2 separate regions of the Gossypium hirsutum genome follow, and region 1 is linked to region 2. Evidence: chromatin contacts called from public Hi-C data. All regions are on one chromosome and are shown on one strand. The core of a region is the stretch at or near the end of the contact, and the rest is flanking DNA. Distances in the headings are between cores, read along the strand shown. Region 1 has its middle 15 kb from the start of LOC121215647. Region 2 holds the start of LOC107949701 (calmodulin-binding protein 60 A).

Region 1 (3,846 bases), core at 794-3,293, 72 kb before region 2:
TCACATTCTTGATGTTAGCACGTCTGGAGGCGGTCAGTTCTCCTAAGGAAAGGAAACATCTCTTTCTTTTCGTATTTCCTATAGGGGGTTCTACTATTAGAATTTCTGGATTACAACAATTTCCTACATGGATACTTTGTTCTTAACATGCCTAACCCATGGCTAATCGGACTATGTATCAATACTTAACAAAAATAATAATACATTAATAAAGACAGTTAAACCAGAACTAGGAAATAATGTAAACAAATTTGGAAATTTCCAAAACTTAGAATTACACATTCCTAATGCCTTTTGGAATAGGGAAAAACATGAAGTAACATTACCATATGAAAATGATTTTGATGAAAGACAAATTCCAACAAAAGCGAGACCAATATAGATGAACAAATAAATGGAAGAATTTTGTAAAAAAGAAATACAAGACATTCTCAATAAAAAAATTAATCAGAAAGAGCAACTCTCCTTGGAGTTGTTCAATGTTTTATGTGATGAAAAATGCAGAATTCAAAAGAGGAGCATGATTTTTCTTAAGCCTTTCCTACAAAAGCTTACATAATTTGCTAAGATCAGGATAAAAACTATAACATAATTAAAGCTACTTAAGAATCTTTGTAGTTGGACTTTATCAAGGATTTGATTTGAAAATTTGTTGGCAAATTCTATAGATCTTTCTATTGGAATAATGGTCCGTTGGGTTACATAATAACCTAAAAACCTTAATCTAGTTTTAAAAAAACTAATATTGAATTTAGATACTACTAAACCATTATTATTATTATTTATTATAAATTTGACAAAATGGATAAGTATTTGAAGTGTTTTTCTAATTTTTTAGAAAACTCTAGTACATCATCAATGTATATTATTGTAAATTGAGAATATGGATAAAAAATATCATTATTCTTTGGAATTCAATGGAGCATTTTTTAGTAGTGGATTCTAGTAGAATTTTATTAATCTTTTGTTCTATTTCTTTATCTAGATTTAAATTATTAATCTTTCTCTTAATCTTGTAATATTTTGAGACGTGTCCTAGTTTTTCATATCTATAAAATTTTATTGTTTTATCTATTTTGATTTTTGTTGTTTATTTTCTTTTTAATATTTCCTATATTTTGGCTTTTTATAATATTCTGACATATTCTTTCTTCTATTTTTTGATTTTACAGGACAACTTGTTTTTAAGGAAGAAGACTCACTTCTAATGTCAAATTGTCGGCAAAATGATCTCAATTCCTTCCTGCATTGCTATATTTATTTTTTAAGTTGTTTTTGCAATTTTAAATATTGTCAGATTTTTAATTCTTCCTTTTGAGTGAAATTAATTAGTTCACCATATGTAAGTTTTTCATGGGAATAATACCTTAAATGCCAAGATTAGTCATTGATTACAAATCTCTCAATAATTTTAATCTAATATTTAAAAACCCTAATTTATGGAAATAGGGTTCCAAAATTATTTTTTTCGGCACCACTAAAAATTGGACTGTTATAAAAATAGAATAAAATGGTTGATTGGACTAGGAATCAATCAAGATATTGGTCTCAAGAGAGGGGTTAAATTAGTAGACTTATGAATCACTCAAAATCAATTGAACTTATTTTCTCTATTTTTAAATATTTTTATAAATTTTTTAATAATTTATTTAATTAAATAAAATGATTTGATGGAATTGAACTGAAAATTAGTCATCATCATTGGATTCTCAAAATCTTGGTTACTATTTCCCTAACGATTGAATCAAAACCAGTAGGTGGCCATATTAAATTTTCTGTTTTAGACTGAAAGGCCAAACTCCTTTCAATCTTGCCTATGAACTTTGTTTTGATTCAAAGCCTATGAGCTTAATAGAGTCTTCTTTTAAGGCATTATTAGTATACTATATACTTACCATATAATGGATCTGCACATGAGAAACTTCTGCCCAGTCATAAACTAACCTAACTTGAATTTGATTGGAACATGTTGGCCCCTGCTTTGACTGTTCCCCCACAAAAGTCTCACTTTTTGCTCCATTGGCTCCTGGTTTTAGGGCATCCTAGTTCCCTTCCCCACTTGATCTTCCTTTTTTCTAATTCCCCAAACTACCCACACCCTTCAATAATGGGCTCCTCAATTTTTCTCAAAACGTTGCCAACTTTCTGAGGTCAAAACCGTCTTTTCAATAAAAACCGTGTAGGTTCATCAAAAACCAGGTGGAAAATTGATCTAGCCAACACTTCTCTCCTCTCTTTACCTTGTCTGTAAGCAATTTGAGTGAAGTTTCTACCATATTTCTGCTTTAATTATTAGAGATGCAAAAACCAAAAAACAATGAATGAATGTTATGTTAGCTAAATTGTTTTCCTTTAAACGTGTACTTAAGAATCCGTAGTTTCCTGAAAACATAACAGGAAAAAAAAAATTCTGCTTCATATATATAAGAAGGGAAAAGAAAAAAAAGAGAAAGAAAGCTTAGCGTACAAAGTAAGTTGGCATTTGTTTTCCTCATTCAATTCAATCTTAACTTGCCTATACATTTCTGAATTCTTATAAAAATTTCTCATTTCACTCTTTTTAAAAAAAAACTGGTTTGTTTGATTTTTTTTTCCTGCTACTTTTTTTGCTGGAAAACTTTATCGGTGGTGTGGGGTAACAATAACATGATTCATTATTGACTTTAATGCCTTTTCATTTGATTTTGCTTTGAAGTTTGTCAAAAGGTTTTTTCTTTCCCACAAAAGGTTCTTTCTTTCTCAGTAAGAACCTTCTTTTCTTGCTCAGTATTTTGGTGATGCAATTAGTAATTCCTCCTTGTTTCCCACATTTCAGCTTTCTCTTACATTGCAAGAAATCTTTTGTTAAGACTTCATCATCTTCTTCATCTTTAATTCCATTTTATTTGTTCCTTGCCTATAGCCAGGTCGCTCCCATCTATTTATTTTTCTTCGTTTTATTAGCTCTATATTAGTAGCTGAATATGTCACTGGTTCACTCTTTTGGCCTTGAGGATCATCTTGTTTCGCTTTCTTTTTCTCTAGTTTCTTGTTGTTTAGTTACTTTTTTCAGAATTTGGGATCTGGATGGTTCTCAGATTTAGTAGTTTGCTCTTGCTGATCTTAAGAATTATTTTATTTTATAGAGAGAAAAGGAGAGTGAAAGAGGGAGATCATGGCAGCGGGAGGAGCTCCAGCAAAAGCAGTTGAGCCACAACCACATCCACCGAAAGAACAGTTGCCCAACATTTCTTATTGCATTACGAGTCCACCTCCATGGCGTAAGTTCCATCTAACCTGCTCTTCTTTTTTTCCCCCTTTTATTGGTTTTGTGAGAGCTTAGATTCCAAATTCTATGTTCAGTATATCAGGTATTATATTAGATTTTTGGTTGCTTTACGGTATGATTCTTGTGAATCCCAGGGGATGTTTTAGGTAGACTTTGGTGTTAGTCACTGTTTTGGAGTATATACTTCTCTAACTTTTTTAGCTGAAAGTAGCTTTTTTGGGTTCTTTCGGTTTAATACCCCTTTTTTGGAAAAGTGAAAAGCCACTCTTCCCCCCCCTAAAAAAAACTTACTTTTAATGTGTGTGTGTGTGTGTATATATATATATTTAAAAAAAAATTGTTTTTCTCTGTGTATCTGTGGTAATTAAGGATGGTACTTCTAGTCATATGATTATTGATTTGATTAGAGTTAATCTGAGGCCAACTTCTATTTGCTAATTGGCTTTCTTTTGGTTTAATTTTGCTTAGCATTTCCCTCTACTTTTTGGTCCTTCTATTTGTCTTTAACCTTTACTTCCTTCTCAATCCTTGCTGTCATCAATTTCTGTGGGATCTTCCTATTTCTACTTCAGGCATTT
Region 2 (3,542 bases), core at 562-3,061:
TAGATGAACTCGCTTTCTATCTGCCACCATTCAAAGCCTGCCAAAGTGCCTTGATCCTTGGAATCTTGGGTAAGATTTGAGGCACATCATTCAAATATTCGATGAAAACGCCTCTTCTATGACGTGTTTTCAACCATAAGTTGTTTTTTCCTTTTCAATCTCACCCCTCCCCCGCGCCTATAAAAAGGGTCTCTCCTTTCATACTCCATCATACCTAACCATCATCTTTCTCAACCATCATCCTTCCACTTTAAAATATTTCTCTCTCTCAGTTTTCTTCCCTACTTTAGTGGTCAAAATTTTCGTCAATAATATTTATTCCTATTTGAGGTATTCTTGAGTTTCGGTGATGTGATATTGTTCCGAGACACACATTTCATATATCCTGCCAAGATGAGACTATTACCTCAGAAACCTATCCTGTGGAAGTCAGGTTCCGGGGTGACGATGCTTTATATGGTCACGGGTCAGAGTATAACTGGGGAGCCACTTAACAGTTGTTATGTGGGCACGAGCTCAAACTTTTTAGACACCCGAAGATTTTGCCTTATAAATACCATACAAAATTTTAAAGACATAACCATAAGGAAAAACTGTGGGGCTTCCCGCTATAATCGGCGCAATTTTTTTTCTCCATTTCCATGCAGTCGATATCTTTAACCTTCCTTCTTAGAAGAAGGTCAGCATTGTCGTGGACGTAGGAGGACTCTTCGGCGGGCAATGACTATTTCGATGGAGTAAAGGTGATGCTCTTTTTAGTTAGTAAAAAATCATTAATAACTACAACTGTTGTAGCACCGACTCAAGTTTGACTTTTACTCCACCTGAACATTCGTTTTTCGCTTGAGAGCCCTCTTGTGTCAACCTCGATGCCAACCCTCAGATAAGAATGAAAGGTTAAAGATATCAACTGCTTGGAAATAGAGAAAAAAATTACATTGATTACATCGAAAAGCCCTTCATTTTTTCCTATGATTATGGCATCAATCTTATGTATGGTATATATAAGGCATCATTTGCGGGTATCCAAAAAGCTTGAACTCGTGACTGCATAACGACCGCCAACTGACCCCCAGTTATACTCAAACCTGTGACCGCATAACGACCGTTGACTAGGACCTCCACTTAGACTTCAACCCGTGATTGTATCAAGCATTGTCACCCTGAAAGCTGACTTATATAAGATGAATTTCTTAGGTAATGGTCCTATCCTGACATGACATATGAAGTGTATGTGTTTTGAGATACGTTTTTGTATCCCCAATCTTTCAAATCTACCTATAAACTTTCACAGTTTCACTCTCAAAACCTTAAACCCAATAAAAACCCTAATTCTTAAACAAAAAAATCTAACCTTAATACCAACCTTAACCCTAAAAAATCATAAAAAAAATTGATGGCTGAGGAGAGTGTGTGTAAACGTGTCTTGCTAGGCGCGCTTTCACAAACAGTCTTCAAAATTGACCTATTTTCCTAAATCTTAAAAAAACGACCTATTTAATCAATTAAAAAACCACATATATTGCCTATTTAACCTATATATGAAATAGGAAGAATAAATAAACAAATTAAAATCAATTATGTTAAACAAGCTAATAGAAAAAGAAAATAATTTTTTAAGTCTCGAGGCTAATTTAAAATTTAATAGATAATTTAGGAAAATCAAATTTCCTTTCTTCCAATAATTCCCTAGTAAAAAGAGAAAGGACAGCACATCATGTTTATAGATTTGTTTAGTTCCAAAACGGGGTCAGTGGGGTCCCACATTCAGACGGATATCCTTTGGTTACATATAAACACACAACACAGAAACACAACCACCTACCCAAGCAGTTAAAGTGTTAAACTCAGACGAGAGAGAGAGAGAGAGAGAGAAAGGGCCAATACAGGATCATGAAAGAGATTCAGGGTGAAGAAGCATCCCAGACACAGCCAAATTCAGACAATGGGTAGGAAAGTGGGATGGGAAAAAGGGTTTTAACTCTTGCTTCTTCTTTTTTTCCACTTTTGGATTTACTCTTTGATTATCATTTACTGATGAATGAATAAATAAATAGTATCTCCTCCTGCTGGTTTCCTTTTCAATTGAAGTGCCGCATGTTGGGTTCTTTAGTGTTTGTGAATGAACCTCATCACCATCCAAACAGCTTAGCTTCTGGGGGTGTTTTCATTGTTGGAGTTAATAGTTTTAACAATGTCTCATAAGAGACCCCAAGAAGATAGTACTAAGGGTCGACCCTCAGAAGCCTTTACTCCTGATCAGGATAAACGGAGAAGGGTTCCTACATTGAGAAAGTACACGCCTTTCCTTTCTTACCTTAATTTCATTCTTCTTTTTTCCCTTATTGATGCATAATTTGGGGTTTTCTTGTTAGGTATATTTAAGTTTAAATGAGTGAATATTTGTACTGAGTTTATTTCTTAGTAAAGTTGTTGGCTGATATTGTAACCAATTAAAATAACTGAATTAGGCATTTGGTTGAACCTCACTTACACCTATCCATGTGTTGTGATGAATTGGTAATATAATCCATCTAATATTATGCATTATTTTTATAGTGTTTCTTCTGGTTGCTAATCTGTTTGTAAACGATGGTAGTGTGGTTCAGGAGGTGATGAAGTTGCAATCAGTCCAGCATTTGCTGGAGCCAGTTTTGGAGCCATTAATTCGTAGGGTGGTATGTTTCTTTCTTTAATCATGTTATTTCAAAAGTGCTCCTACATTATTTATCATTTTCCTGCATATAATAGGTGTAGATTTTTATTTACATGGTAAAAGAGAGTATTAGTGAGCTTGCCTTTCTCAAGAGTTGAAATCATAAATTACCGTGTCCTATGCTTAATGAGGTTTAGTTTAGCAGTTATTATAGTCCACGCTGCTTGGACACGGGAGTAAAAAATTTTGGATACGGTTACACATACAGCGCTGACATTTGCATGTTGCAGTTTTTTCCTTAAGGCTTTCCTTATAATTGGAAGGCCTAAACTTATTACCCAACAATGGGGAATTAAGCCAAAGTTTTCAGTCCTTAAGGGAGCACACCAAAGGGGCCTATATATAAATGTTGGATGTCACTGATAGTATATCGCCTACCAGGTATTGTACTCTACCTTTTGGGAACTTAGTGACATGGAAGAATAAAAGAACAGACAGTGGTGGCAAGATCAAGTGCAGGGGCAGAGTTTAGGGTTATGACCCAACGCATTTGTGAACTCTTGTGGATAAAGATCATCTTGGATGATCTTAAGGTTAAATGGAATGAGTCAATGAGGTTGTATTGTGACAACAAGTTGGCTATTAGTATCACCCACAATCCAGTTCAACGTGATAGAGCCAAACATATTGAAATAGATGGACACTTTATAAGGAGAAGTTGAGAATGGAGAATCTCATTGATCCTTACATCTCCACTTCGTGTCAATTAGTTTTAGTTTGGAGGTTTAACTATATTATTGAAAGTATGTTTTCAGTCTGATGATCATAGCTTAGCCATTAACCCCATTAAGATTTGTTGGACCATATACACCTTTGTGTTTAGCAA

What was found. Hi-C and Micro-C count contacts between places; a contact is called where the count stands out from the background.
Region 1: a contact with region 2 is called in a Hi-C map of leaf, with 1.7 times the contacts expected there. The contact joins the enhancer-like site here to the promoter of LOC107949701 in region 2. A contact is called at or near these places in 12 of 34 Hi-C or Micro-C datasets (anther, callus, hypocotyl and 2 more).

What each region holds. Positions count from the first base shown.
Region 1 is chrD03:41,836,503-41,840,348 of Gossypium_hirsutum_v2.1, reverse strand. It overlaps the pseudogene LOC107949698. Among protein-coding and RNA genes, the nearest start is that of LOC121215647, 15 kb to the right of the region's middle. Within about 2 kb of position 2,043, at least 9 of the 9 cell types and tissues checked have an H3K27ac peak or open chromatin away from gene starts, as enhancers often do. A contact at or near this core is called in hypocotyl and leaf, where this site is marked.
Region 2 is chrD03:41,765,030-41,768,571 of Gossypium_hirsutum_v2.1, reverse strand. LOC107949701 (calmodulin-binding protein 60 A) reads left to right here and starts at 1,811. Exons shown (of 7, transcript XM_016884434.1): 1 at 1,811-1,949; 2 at 2,600-2,678. The coding sequence starts at 1,894.